2 separate regions of the Sus scrofa genome follow, and region 1 is linked to region 2. A link is a contact called in public HiChIP or PLAC-seq data. All regions are on one chromosome and are shown on one strand. Each heading gives the region's core, a stretch centred on a gene start, on an enhancer-like site or on the middle of the called end of the contact. The rest is flanking DNA. Distances are from core to core; before and after follow the strand shown. Region 1 holds the start of GATAD2B (transcriptional repressor p66-beta). Region 2 holds the start of JTB (jumping translocation breakpoint).

Region 1 (6,842 bases), core at 2,353-4,852, 53 kb after region 2:
GTTGCCACAGCTGTGATATAGGTTGCAGTTGTGGCTCAGATTCGATCCCTGGCCTGGGAACTTCCATATGCCGTGGGTGTGGCTGAAAAAGAAAAAAAATATATATAATCCATATAAAGTGCTAATAAGCACACTCAATGAATGTTAGCTCCAAAAAGAAAATGAACAAACAGGAGTTCCCGTCGTGGCGCAGTGGTTAACGAATCCAACTAGGAACCATGAGGCTTCGGGTTCGGTCCCTGCGCTTGCTCAGTGGGTTAACGATCCGGCGTTGCCGTGAGCTGGGATGTAGGCTGCAGACACGGCTCGGATCTGGCATTGCTGTGGCTCTGGTGTAGGCCGGTGGCTACAGCTCCGATTCGACCCCTAGCCTGGGAACCTCCATATGCCGCGGGAGTGGCGCAAGAAATAGCAGAAAGACAAAAAAAAAAAAAAAAGAAAAAAAAAGAAAATGAACAAACAGGTAGAGCATAACATAGGGCAAAGGTCATGTCCACTACGCCAGTGGCCTCACTTGTCTTTCTTGGAGCTCGATCACTCCAGGTTGGAAGTTCCCCTTCCATGGCCTGATTTTAATTTTATTGAAAGGTATTTTCTCAGGGCTCACTGGTATCTTCCTCAGGCTGGTATTTTCCACCACTGTGTTTCTCCTGTGCCCTTACAGCCTTTGAAGAGTGGCCCTTCAGAAGGGCCATTGGACTGATAATGGGCAACGCAGTAGGTTAGGCAAAGAGGGCTGTACCTTCCATGAAGCAGGGACTTTGTCGCATTTACTGCTATGTCCCCAGCACATAGAAGAGTGTCTGTGAGTTCCCGTTGTGGCTCAGTGGACTCTGACTAGCATCCATGAGGACACAGCTTTGATCCCTGGCCTCGCTCCGTGGGTTAAGGATCCGGCATTGCCCTGAGCTGTGGCGTAGGTTGGTGACTACATCTCTGATTTGACCCTTAGCCTGGGAACCTCCATATGCCATGGATGTGGCCCTAAAAAAAAAAAAAAGAAAAAAGTGTCTGATCACGTAATAGGTCCTCTACCATGTGTGTGAAATAACTGAATTAATGAAAGCATTAAAATGAGGGTGAGTAGAGGAATAATTTTCAGTGTGGTACCAGACAGGTACTACAGGTAGAATACCAATCAAAGCTAAATTTTGAACTAAAAGAGTGAAATTGTTGGAAAATTGAGGAAAACTCAATAGTTACTATATTATTTATTGAGTACTTATTACACCCTTGGCACTGTTCTGAGCATTTAAAATGTACTATTTTATAATCCTTACAATTACCCTATGAACTAGGTACCCTTATCAATCTTTCCCATTTTAAAGATGGAGAAACTAGGAGTTCCCATCGTGACTCAGTGTTAATGAACCCGACTAGTATCCATCAAGGGTTTGATCCCTGGCCTCGCTCAGTGGGTTAAGGATCTGGTGTTGCCATGAGCTGTGGTGTAGGCTGGCAGCTGCAGCTCTGATTTGACCCCTAGCCTGGGAACTTCTATATGCCACAGTGCAGCCCTAAACAGGAAAAAAAAAAAAAAAAAAAAAGATGGGGAAACTAGAGCATAGAGAGTAGAGGTTAAGTAAGTTGCACCCAAATCACAGAACTGGTAAGAGATCCAAACTTAGGCAGTCTGACTCCAGAGACAATGCCCTTTACCTGGACACTACTGGAATGAAAGAGAAGGCTTTTTACCCACTTCAGAATTGGGGGAGTTCCTGTTATGGCCCAGTGTGTTAAGAATCTGACTACAGTGGTTCGGGTTGCTGGAGAGGCATGAATTGGATCTCCGACCCTGAGAAGGGGGTTAAAAGTATCCGGCATTGTGGCAGCTGTGGCATAGATTACAGCTGCTGCTCGGATTTAATTGCTGACCCAGGAACTTCATATGCCACAGGTGCGGCCATTGAAAAAAACGCCAAAACCAAAAAACAATTGGCATATGACTCTGTGTGTGCATGTGTTCAGCATCCACCTATATATTTTTTATAGCCGTGTGCTTTGTTAGTTTTATTTCCATTGCACAGCACGTTTTTGTTTTTGTTTTGTTTTTTGCTTTTTAGGGCTGCACTTGTGGCATGTGGAAGATCCCAAGCCAGGGGTTGAGTCGGAGCTGCAGCTGCTGGCCTACACCGCAACCACAGCAATGCCAGATCCGAGTGGCGTCTGAGACCTACACCACAGTTCACGGCAACGCCAGATCCTTAACCCACTGAGTGAGACCTGCATCCTCATGGATACAAGATGGGTTCATAACCTGCTGAGCCACAATGGGAACTCCCATAGCATGACTTATAAGTGATTCGAAAAACACATTCTAGTGCTCCTGGAACCAGTTATTTCCGTGTTCAAACCACGGCTTACTCACTAATTAGCTGTCTGATCTTTGCAAGTTCCTTAGTCTCTCTGAACCTGAACCTGCCTAAGTTTAGATTTCAGCTCTGCCACTTATCTTGTGTAACTTTGGGCAACGCATTTGATCTGTACCTCACGTTCCTCATCTGCAAAATGGGGATAACAGTTTCTACTCTAACAGAGTTTTGAGCAGTAAATAAACGAATCCACGTAAAGCTCTTAAAAGAATAAATATTCACATATAGCACAGTGTCTCACAATTTCTTTCCACAAACGTTAGCTATTATTGTTTTAACACACTGACTCAGAGACTTGGTGCCTGTCCTCAAGGTGCTCAAGAACACCACCTGTAAATCGAATATACTTTAATAAAGGAAAATTAAAAAAAGAAATGAACAATACTTGTGGTATGTGCTGGAGAAACGCTGAGAGTCTAGGTGGGCCTTACTGCTTTGGGGAAGTACGGAGGCCAGCAGGAGCTGGGCCTTTTTAGTCGATTAGGTGGCGTGGGAGACTGTTTCCCTCATTGTGAACCTGACTAGACCAGGAGATCCCTAGAAAGGGAGTTGCGAGGGCTCTGCACGGCGTAATTTCTCAGCAATTTGGCCAGCTGCCTTTTTTTTCTCCTATCGGGTTTCAGTCACGACAGGACCACGCTGAGGTACAATGAAGACCAGGAAGCTCAAGGCCTTTGGCAGACGGAGACAGGCCACGCCCCAAGTAGACTGCAAGGCCCGAGCGCTTCAAGCCACTTTTATCGTGAAATTCCTGGATTCTGTCGCGATGTAACACCACCCAACGCAGACCCCAGCGCCGTTCCCCCGTCTCCATCTTTAGAATTGGAAGAATGAGAAATGGCCAAAGGGGAATCCCGGTTTTGGGGATACTGGGGTACGGCGGCTGCCTGGGGACCAAAACGTCTCTAAGGTAAAGTTGCAGCCCTGAAGCGATTTTTTGACCCCCGACACTTAATGGGCTGCTGAAGACCCGGATGTGTCTGGGACTGGCCGAGGTACCCATTAACGCGCCCCCGCTAGACCATCCCCCTCCTCCGTTTAGGACTGGGTCTTAAGTACGCCAATCATCACCTCTCCAGCCACTCACTCTTCAAGGGTGGGGTGTAGCCCGGGCATCCCATCTCCTATTGGTACGGCCGAGAAGAGGAGGGCGGGGAGGCCGGCTCAGGTCGCCCAATGGGCGTCGTGGCGTGTGGGGAAGGCGGAGCCGAGGCGCTTGGCAGCTGCCCAATCAGCGTCCTTGTTTGTGTGGTGCCGCCGCCGCCGGTGCAGCCGCCGCCGCCGCCGCTGCCCCCGTCTGTACCGCAGTGTCTGCTCCGCCCGCCCGCCCCGGTCCGGCCCGCCCCCCTCCCCCACCCCCGCCCCAAGTCCCGTCAGCGGGGTCCGGAACCCACTGTGCCGTCGCCTCTTCCTTTTTCGACGCCGCCGCCGCCGCCTGAGGAGGCGAGCTAGCCGGGAGTTACACCGCCACCGCCAGGTGAGGAGCTTTGGCCTAGGCCAGCTTGGCCGCCCGCCCGCCCGGGGGCGGTGAGGAGCGAGGAAGGGAGGGAGGCTGGGAGGAGGCGGTGGTGGCGGAGGTGGGGGAAGGGAAAGGTGGAGGGGCGGGGGGAGGGGAAGCGCCCGCGAGCCGACGCCCGCCCGCGCGCCCCCGCCTTGCGTCCCCCTCCCCCCACCCCGGCACTGCGCGCCCCCGCCTCGCGCTCCCCTTCACCTCATCCCCTCCCCCCGCTCCGCGCGCGCGCCCCGGTCTTTCACTTCGGCCTTGCGCGCCCCCAGCTCGAGTCCCTTCATTTCTTCTCCTTTTACTCTTTCTCCCCTCCCTCGCGCCCCGTTTCCCCCGCCTTCCCCGCTTTCACTCACTGCCTCATGCCCGCCATGCTCCCCTCCTTTCCTCTCTAGCGCGCCCCCCCTTAACTCTCTCCACCCCCAGTGGTGCCCTCAGGGTGCGGGGGCCGCTCCCTACTCTCAGTCTTGTGTTTGTCGGCGGTTGGGACAAATGGGGGATCCTTAAGGGTGAAGGAAGCACGGGTTGATTATCTTTATTTAGGCAAAGGGGCCAGGAGGGCAAAACCTTACCCCTTTATTTCATCGTCCACGGTTCCCTCGCCCTCTGGTAGAAGGGGATTGTCTCAGCCTGTATGATGTGGGTACTTGTATTCTGTAGCGACTAAACCACCCCCTTTTTTAGCTGGGCTGCTGGGACCCGCTTGGTCTGTATCCCAGTCCAGTGCCTGAGGGTCGATGGAACTAGAACTTGCCCTTCCCTAAACCAAACCCAGACTTAGAGTACTTTCTGCTATCCTGCTCTCAATTACACGAAGGAGCTAGCCACTCCTGTAAGTGCAGAGGTTTGGGTGCCATTCGCCGGCCCAGGACAGCGTTCCCCCTTCATAAAGGTATGATAGTCTCTTTGGATTCTTCCCCAGCATTAACTTCCCTCCAAACACAAAATATTAGTTCATAGGGTTGGCACTGAAGTGGAGATGGAGGCATTGATGGGGGTGGCATGTGGCTGCTAACTGAACTACCTATCAACCTTTTCTTCTGCTGTCATCTGGAGAATCAGGTAGCCTTCTGAGAACCAGTTTTCTCATTTCTGATAAATGATTATTTAGAAGGCTTTTGTGTGCGTGTGAAGAGAGCCGGGAGATACTTAACATAGTGTATTTCAGCTAAGGCAAAGAGCAATGCTTTCAGGCCAGACTGCAGTAGAGAGATTTGGACTTGCAGCAGCTGGAGTATAAGAAGGTTTAATAGATCTGTGTTGGGAGAAGAGCTAATGCTTTTGAGTTTTTAAAACATTTTTCTCCCAGAAATTTTATTTTTTAATTAGACAATGCATGCATGTGATGCAAAGTGAAAAGAAATGTCTCACCTGTGCCCTGCCTTCCTCTCCCAGTACCTTTGACTTCTGACTGTTTTTTGGTAGCAGCATGGTGTCTGTATGTTGCTGTTTATATATTGGAGATTATCCTATGTGGGAATTTTGTGCTAACTTTATTGCTTTTTCTTTGATACATTGACTACAGCTCTTCCTTGAGGTTTAGTAACCACTTGGATTCATATTTTGGGTGTCAGAGCAGTCTTGGTAGAGTGTTGTCCTAGAGTAGCATTTCTCTTGGTGCTTGACTGGTGAAGAGGCTACTTCTGGAGCTGCTAAAGGTGGTCCTATGGAGGGGTTTAGTATGCTTTGGAAGGGAAAGCCCACACCTGTTGGAAATGGTACTGCTTTTTTTGTGACTGATGGACTGGGTCAAGGATAGTCTTTCCTTGGGCTTTTAAAGTGGATAGGCTGTATAAATAATGAGTTAAAGGGGGTACTGATATGGTAGTGTTCCGTTTTGAGGGGAATATAATTTTTAGTCTAGTAGCAGTGATAGTCATCATAGTACGAAATGAAGTAGCTAAGTATTAATCAGCAGGAATCAGAAGGCTGGATCTTTAGGCTGAGTGACCCAGTTTGAGAAGAGGTGAGGCTTATGGACTTTTGTCCTGCCTGTTCCTTACTTGAGAACACTTTCAATGAGGTGAGAGTGATTTGTAGCTGACAGCAGCATCCATCTTTATGACACTGTGGTTTGCCTTCCCTGAGTATGTGTGATGTCTGTTAACTTCCTGTTTAGAGGCAGTCTGAATAGGGTCTGAATAGAGGCTGCATTCAAATACTTGTCAAGGAACAGTGTTAACCAGGTTCCCTGATCAGCACTTCAGATCTAAGTTCTGGCAGTAACTTCTACTGCTGTATTTAGCATAAGGCCACAGGAAGGGGGTGGGGGGAGGTTGTGAGAATTTTGTTCTGAATCTCATAGTCTTAAAGTACATTCTAAAGCCTGTATGCTGCCCCCTTTTTTTGGACACACGTCTCTCTCTCCTTAACACTCTACCTCCCCTGCCACCGCCCCCCCCTTTTGTTCTGACTGGTCCTGGCCAGATATCCAGGTTGGGTTTTGATTAGAGAACAGCAGTGTGGAAGAAGGGTCACTGTGTCAATAATAGTATTCTAATCTTATGCTGGGACCTCTGGATTCATTCTAGCTTTAAGCATTATCTTATATGTTGTATGTAAGCCAGGCCTCTAGTTTCAGTTTACTGATTCTTGCTTCCTTATCTCCCCAGCCTACCAAGTTGGAAGTGCATGTGTAGGGGAACAGCAGCTATGCTCTACTGGTTTCTAGACTCTGGAGCATATTCCATGTTAGCCACCACATTGAGAGTCATGCTGACAAGCATCCCCTTTGCATTCAGCTCAGAATGCTCATTTAGCTCATTGAGAAAAGCCAAACCAGCTTTGGTTGATTAAAGCAATTGCTAGAGAAATCAAAAGATTTGAGCCATAACTGAAACCTAAAAACTTAACTTTTTTCTTCTTCAGACCCATTGCAGTACTTAAAGCCCTGCATCATTACTTTTTTTTTTTTTTTTTTGGCTGTGCCCAAGGCATGTGGAAGTTCCCAGGCCAGTGATCAGACT
Region 2 (7,426 bases), core at 4,117-6,616:
GAGGTAAGGACTTCCCCAGAGAGATGGGGGAATTGGGTGGAACCTGGAGCATAAAGGGGACTGTGAAGATGGGCAGGACCCAACTTTTGCTTGTCTTCCCTTTTGCTCCCAGAATGCCTCCGCTGGGGTAGAGCGCCTCTTACTGGGGAACAAGTGTGACATGGAGGCCAAGAGGAAGGTACAGAAGGAGCAAGCCGATAAGGTGAGAGCAAGCTGGGCAATGTTCCAGAACTGGGCTGGGGGGGTCCAAGATGAGGCTGGATTTACAGAGGACTTGGCTGCTGCCCTTCAGCTGACTCTTCCTGCTTCACCCCCATGCAGTTGGCCCGGGAGCATGGAATCCGTTTTTTCGAGACAAGTGCCAAATCCAGTATGAACGTAGATGAGGTGAGACACACCCCACACCCACCCCTCAAAGAGATGAAGTATTGCAAGATTTGACTTCTCCTCCCCTCCAACCTGTGCTGTACAATCTCCATCTCTCCTTTCTCCATCAGGCCTTTAGTTCCCTGGCCCGGGACATCTTGCTCAAGTCAGGAGGCCGGAGATTGGTGCGTTGATTCTGCTGGGCTAAGTACAACTGTGTGTGTGTGTGTGTGTGTGTGTGTGTGTGTGTGTGTGTGTGTGTGTGTGTGTGTGTGTGTGTGTGTGTGTGTGTGTGTGTGTGTGTGTGTGTGTGTGTGTGTGTGTGTGTGTGTGTGTTGGGAGTTGGGGGGGGCAGCCGTGCTAAGACTTCCCATGAGGGCGAGTCTCCTTCATTTTATGGCCCCAGACCCCAGCCCACCATTCTCACCCCAACCTCTGTACCTTTCTCCCTGTAGGGAAACAGCAACAAGCCCCACAGCACTGACCTGAAAACTTGTGACAAGAAGAACACCAACAAGTGCTCCCTGGGCTGAGGGCCCCTTTCTGCCTCCCCACCCTAAGCCTGGAGGCAGAACCTGAGGGAGGCAGGGCGGAGGGGCTGGGCAGGGAGAAATAGCAAGTGGGGCTTGGAGGGATACAGATGGGTAGATGGCGGAAGAATAAGGAGAAAAGGGAGAATAAAAAAGGAGGGGGAGAGGAGGAAAAAGGGAAGAAGGGGTAAGATAGAGAGGGAAGGAGAGGCAAGAAGGAGAAGAATTGAGAAAGTGAAAGAGGGTGAGGAGGAGGTAGGAAGACAGGGAGGAGGAAAGGGAAGAGGGATGGCCTGAGGCCTCAGACCTTCTCTGGGTTCCTGGGGCAAACATCAATGTAAATAAATGACTGACTTATTCTGTTACTGGATCAGGCTTTAGGGCCCTGTGCAAGGCTGGCTCAGCACCACCTTCTGAAGGTTTAGTCCAATCCTGTCACTCTGCATGGTCTTTTTCAGTATTAAAGGCCACCATTTGCACAAATGTCCCTGGTTTGGGTAACTTTCATTATTGTTGGAATTTGCTCTCTACTCATAAACCCAATTCTTGTCCCAATTAAGGTGATCAGTCTCCCTGAATCTAGTTGAGTTCCTGTGGTGCCCGGTCCTACAGTGCTTCCTTTCCCAGCTATTTAATTGATGAGGGAATGAGTGGTTTCTCTGAACCTGACAGAATGGACATCCTCTTTGCAACGTAGGAGTTAGAGGATCCTTGTGGCCAGGGTCTTAACCAGGGAATTCTAAAAGAGGACTTTTTCTTGGGTCTCCCCAGAGGAGTGATTGTTTCTGCCAGCAATATTTCTAGGTAACTAGTAGGCATTATTATGTGCTTTTGTAGATGAAGAAAATGAGGTACAGAAAAGATTCATTTAGTCATAATATTTATTTCAGCATCTACTTTGTGCTACACACAATCAAGTTAATATAACCTCCAGGTGGTACTTAACAAGAAGAGGGATTAATACAATTTAACAAAAATAGCCCCTAACCACTGAATAACAAAGAGATGGGAAAAACTTACATTGTGTGTATCCCAGGAAGAAGACTGACTGATATCTTTGTCACACGCCAGATTTTTTTTTTTCTCCACCCACTGCATGGGGAGGTTTCCTGGGCCAGGGACCAAACATGCACTACAGCAGTGACAACACTGGACCCTTAACCCACTGAGACACCAGAGAACTCCTTAGAGAATTTTTTTTTGTTCTTTTCAGGGCTGCACTAGCAGCATATGGAGGTTCCCAGGCTAGGGGTCTGGGGCCATAGCTGCTGGCCTGCACTACAGCCACAGAAATGCCAGATCCGAGCCTCAGCTTGTGGCAACCCCAGATCCTTTAACCCACTGAGTGAGGCCAGGGATCAAACCTGCATCCTTGTGGATGCTAGTCGGTTCTTAACACGCTGAGCCACAACGGGAACCCCCTAGACCAGATATTTTAAAATCCACTTTCAGCATAGAGATCCTATTCAGTTGCTTGGAAAGGCTATTGGAAGTGAGATCTTACAAGATCTCCCAGCTTGTCATGAGACACAGTAGAATTGGGTAGGGAGTAACAGAATACTGTATTTCAGCCAAAACCTTTATTACAGCTAAAAAATGCTGGGAAAAAAATCCATACCCAGAGTTCCCTCGTGGCTCAGTGGGTTAAGGATCTGGCATTGTCACTGCTGTGGCTCTGGTTTGATCCCAGTCCTGGGAACTTCTGCATGTCGAGGGTACAGCTGGGAAAAAAAATAAACAAGAACTTTCTATAACATACAAATGACACACGCAGACAAATAATAAAGGAACAGATAGTTTCAAGCAAAATTAAAGCTCAGCCCATTCACCAGGTTGTGGGTTTTATTTTTTCATATCCCACCCAATGAAAGTTCCTGCTCTTGAGTAACCAGGTTCATGTTTGATGGGGAGAGAGAATTTATGGGATGTAGCACCAGATACACTGTTAATCTCCAAAAGTGCTCTAGCCCTTAGGGCTATGGGGGAGGGGAATAGCTGTGGGAGAAGGAGGAGAGTGAGGAGCAGAGTTAAAAAAGTATGAGGAGGGGAGTTCCTGTCGTGGCGCAGTGGTTGACGAATCTGACTAGGAACCATGAGTTTGCGGGTACGATTCCTGGCCTTGCTTGGTGGGTTGAGGATCCGGCATTGCCATGAGCTGTGGTGTAGGTTGCAGACGCGGCTCAGATCCCTCATTGCTGTGGCTACGACTCCGACTGCACTCCTGGCCTGGGAATCCCCATGTGCTGCGGGAGCCGCCCTAGAAAAGGCAAAAAGACGAAAAAAAAAACTAGGAACCATGAGGTTTCAGGCTTGATCCCTGGCCTCGCTCAGTGGGTTAAGGATCCGGCGTTGCCGTGAGCTGTGGTGTCGGTCACAGACACTGCTTGGATCCCACGTTGCTGTGGCTCTGGAGCAGGTCAGCAGCTGTAGCTCCGATTGGGCCCCTAGCCTGGAACTTCCACATGCTGTAGGTGTGGCCCTAAAAAGAAAGAAAAAAAAAATGATGATAGTGTTTTGATTTTGAGAAGGTGGGATATGGATACAGATTATTAATAGTGCCTATATTTATATAAAGTTTATTTTAAATTTCTCCATCTACTGAGAACATTCATATGGTCCATTTGTCTGAGAGGCTACAGACATACATATATGAAAAACTAGGTGAAAAATTCTGGCACAATTAGGATAGTGACTAATACATTATCAGATAGTAAAGCATGAACCCAGAATGTGGGTCACATCACTACAGTTCTGGATGTATGTCAAGGTTTAACTCCATGGGGATGGAAATCAGGCACAAATCTATGGCCTGGAGAGTTCCCTTGTGGTACAGAGGGTTTAAGGATTCAGCGTTGTTATTGCAGCAGCTTGGATCACTGCTGTGGCACGAGTTCCATCCCTGGCTGGGAACTTCCACATGCCACAAGCGAGGCAAAAAACAAAAACAAAAACGGGGGTGGGGGCATGCGCTGGGGTCATGGGATGGAAATCCTATAAAATTGGATTGTGACAATCATTATACAACTATAAATGTAATAAATTCATTGAGTAATTAAAAAACGAAAAATAAAAACCTGTGGCCTGAAAGTCTGGGCTTAAGCCTCAGCTCTTCTATTAGCTGTGTGATCTTGGACAGGTGACACACTCTGATCTTATTCATAAAACAAGGATAATGCCAACTTCAGTGAGCTAAATGTTGACTCTAAAAGGTAAATGTGAGGCAGTATAATTAGAAGAGAATAAAGTATTTTTATAAACATTTCATTTGCATCTTGCCAAAAAAAAATACCGAAACCTAGAAAATGCACATTAGTATTTCCATTTGACACAGAACACTGCCATTCAGATACAGTCCTAAAGTCATTTAGCTTAAGCACCTGAACTTGGACTCAACACTTCTTGGGACTTCACATCTCAAGCTCTCCTCATTGCATTAGGTAGGAGCAAGAGACAGCTGAGAACATCTGAGGAGGTTATTCAAAGGACCAGCTCTGGGTTAATTTAGCAATTAACAGGAGAGGTGAACCCTGGGTAGAGCTGAGTGAAAGCCCAGAGACAGGGGAAGGCTTCACTTTCACCTTGGATCTCTGGTATTCTGGCCCCTGGAAGGAGGAAAAAATGCAGTTTTGCCATCTCTGGACCGCCCACCCAGGATCTCCCCTTGACTTCCGATGGAGGTGGGAAGGGAGAAGGGTATTTAAAAGTCCGATGCTTAATGGTGAATCCTGTGTGTGTGTTTTGTCTTTTTAGGGCTGCACCCGCGGCATATGGAGGTTCTCAGGCTAGGGGTCCAATCCGAGCTGTAGCCGCCAGCCTACACAGAGCCACTGCAACGCCGGATCCTTAACCCACTGAGGGAGGCCAGGGATTGAACCCGCATCCTCATGGATGCTAGTGGGGTTCGTTACCGCTGAGCCACAACGAGAATTCCTGTGAATCCCATTAAGGAGGGAGAAAGTCCTGAGAGGCAGACGTATAGTTCCGTTTACTTCTCACTGTTCTAGCCCAGAAAAGCAAACCAGCCACAGCCTAGGGAGCAACGAACCGATAACTCGAACCCGACCACCGCCATTTCCCCAGTTCCCGCAAAAGACTACCAGGCCCATAATGCAACGGGGCGTCGAGCCAATGGGTCGCGTCTCACCGCACAAAAGCAGGGGGATCCATTTCCCGGGGAGCACCGGCGAGGCGCCACCTAGCCCGGAAGACTACAAGGCCCATCAGGCAACCCGCGGGCCTCCGCTTCCGACGACTGGCCTAACTTTGGAAAAACCCAGGGTCCTGCGCGGAGCAAGATGGCTGCGCCGGGAGTGGAGGCGGAGCCGAGGGAGTGCTAGGCCCTACGCCCTTTCGGCCCTTGGAGAGGATCTGACGGGTCCGAAGGAAACTCACGGTCCTAGCCAACAAATGCTTATTGCCTTTTCTTGCCGTGGTCATGGGAATGTCCTGATAGAGTCTTTGATCTGTTAGGCAAACCAGCTTTTCGTAGCCCTGAATTGGAACTTCCCCGAGGACTGCTGAGTAAGCGCCGCCTCTGCGTTCCGACCGAGGCACGAGGCCAGTCAAGCAGGTCCCTGTGTCCCGACAGGTGCGACGCTGAGCACTCCATGCCTGCGGGCGCGGGGAGGCGTGGCCTCCCCCAGGGCCACCACCTCTGCTGGTTGCTCTGCGCTTTCACTTTAAAGCTCTGGTAAGGAGGGGCTGAGGGCAGGGAAAAGGAGGGGATGGCGGTAGCGGGTCGTCCCCGCCCCCTGGGGTGAGGGAGACCGTCCCTGGACCGCGGAGGTGGGTCAGTTCCCAGTTTTCTGGCTACTGACTTTTGCCCCTTTCCCCCCCGTCACCCGCTGCAGCCAAGCAGAAGCTCCCGTGCGCGAGGAGAAACTTTCAGGTGGGTGATGTCTAGGAACCCGACACCCCTATAGTTGTTTTGTTTTGTGTTTATATCTTCCCGTATACCAAGAACACGAGTGGAAAAGGGCGGCACCACGTGAAATGAGGCCATTCAGCGGGGTTAGGAAGTCGATGGGCAGAACTTTGGGGAGAAATACTTCCTGAACGAAGTCTGGGGCTTGCATTTTCTCTCCGTCTTTAGTGAGCACCTCAAATTTGCGGTGCTGGCTGGTGGAAGAGTTTGTGGTGGCAGAAGAGTGTGCTCCATGTTCTAATTTCCAGGCTGTGAGTATCTGTTTTCTCTCCCTCTTTCCTCACATCAAATTAACTAAGTGTGCCTTTGCATTGTCTTGTCTTCTTTTTCCTTGCAGTCTAAGTCCACATCTGAACTTGTCCCCCTCCCCCCGCCCCCCAAAAATGCTCTTTTCAAGTTAATGGCAACATTCAGTTAATAACTGTGTTCGGTTCATTTATACTCCAGTGGGCTCCAGAACTTGCTGTCACCTCTCCTAGAGTCTTGCCCCAAAGTGTTCTTGCTAAAAGATACTCCTGATCATGTAACCACCACCTCATCATCGCCATCAGAAGTCTTCATTAGTTCTCTGTTGCCTGCCAGCTCTGAGCCATAGCACTTGGGCACCTGCCCATTCTGAATGGCAGCCTTCTGCTTCTCCTGCCACCACTTCCTAACATATGCTTTGGTCCTTTCCTCCTGACAGAAAACTACCCCTGAGTGCAGTTCCACAGGGTATGTGGAGAAAATCACATGCAGCTCATCTAAGAGGAATGAGTTCAAGAGGTAAGTGTTTCTTCTCTTCTTGAAACCTCCTAGATCACCTCCTTTGCTCCCTATGACTTTAGGCAGATTGTCCCCCCACTTCCTCTTTGTCTGGAGGTAGCATGGCATATTGGAAAGAGGAGGGGATCTGGAGCCAAATAACTCGAACCCAAGTCCCAGCTCTACTCCTCGGCACGATGTTATTGGCCATATTTCCTCATCAGTAAAACTGGCTCACACAGCTCTGCTTTTCTCACCAGAAAACAAATTAAATATTCAAGTGGGATTAATGTGCTATAAACACATTAGAAGGCTGACTCTGGGAGTTCCCATCGTGGCTCAGGGGAAACGAATCTTACTAGCATCCATGAGGATGTAGGTTCAATCCCCAGCCTTGCTCAGAGGGTTAAGGATCCGGCATTGCTGTGAGCTGTGGTGTAGGTCGCAGACATGGCTCAGATCTGGCATTTGCTGTGGCTGTGGTGTAGGCCAGTGGCTACTGCTCCAATTCGACCCCTAGCCTGGGAACCTCCATATGCTGAGGGTACAGCCCTAAAAAGCCAAATAAATAAATGAATAAATGAATAAATGGCTGGCTTTGGTTTCCTCTTCTTCCCTCAGCTATGTATCTTGGTTAGGATGAAGCAGGAAAGAGATTAGAGGGAGAGGCTACGTGGCCTTCCCTGGGAATAACTGTTTCTTCTTGCCCTTAGCTGCCGCTCAGCTCTGATGGAACAACACTTATTCTGGAAATTCGAAGGGGCTGTTGTAGGTGTGGCCTTGGTCTTTGCTTGCCTGGTCATCGTGCGTCAGCGACAACTGGACAGAAAGGCTCTGGAAAAGGTCCGGAAGCAAATTGAGT

Evidence for each region. HiChIP or PLAC-seq counts read pairs in DNA pulled down with a chosen protein or histone mark.
Region 1: an H3K27ac HiChIP or PLAC-seq map of alveolar macrophages shows a contact between it and region 2. The contact joins the promoter of GATAD2B here to the promoter of JTB in region 2. A contact is called at or near these places in 3 of 47 Hi-C or Micro-C datasets (blood, fetal liver and liver) and 2 of 2 datasets of contacts at active chromatin or transcription factors (alveolar macrophages and skeletal muscle).

The regions. Positions count from the first base shown.
Region 1 is chr4:95,763,387-95,770,228 of Sscrofa11.1, forward strand. It overlaps GATAD2B (transcriptional repressor p66-beta), which reads left to right and starts at 3,603. Exons shown (of 11, transcript XM_021089804.1): 1 at 3,603-3,849.
Region 2 is chr4:95,708,560-95,715,985 of Sscrofa11.1, forward strand. JTB (jumping translocation breakpoint) reads left to right here and starts at 5,367. Exons shown (of 5, transcript NM_001128468.1): 1 at 5,367-5,586; 2 at 5,747-5,784; 3 at 5,989-6,071; 4 at 6,506-6,585; 5 at 7,278-7,426. The coding sequence starts at 5,504. RAB13 (ras-related protein Rab-13) reads left to right here. Exons shown (of 8, transcript XM_013997080.2): 4 at 1-3; 5 at 113-202; 6 at 322-387; 7 at 498-551; 8 at 822-1,383. The coding sequence ends at 899.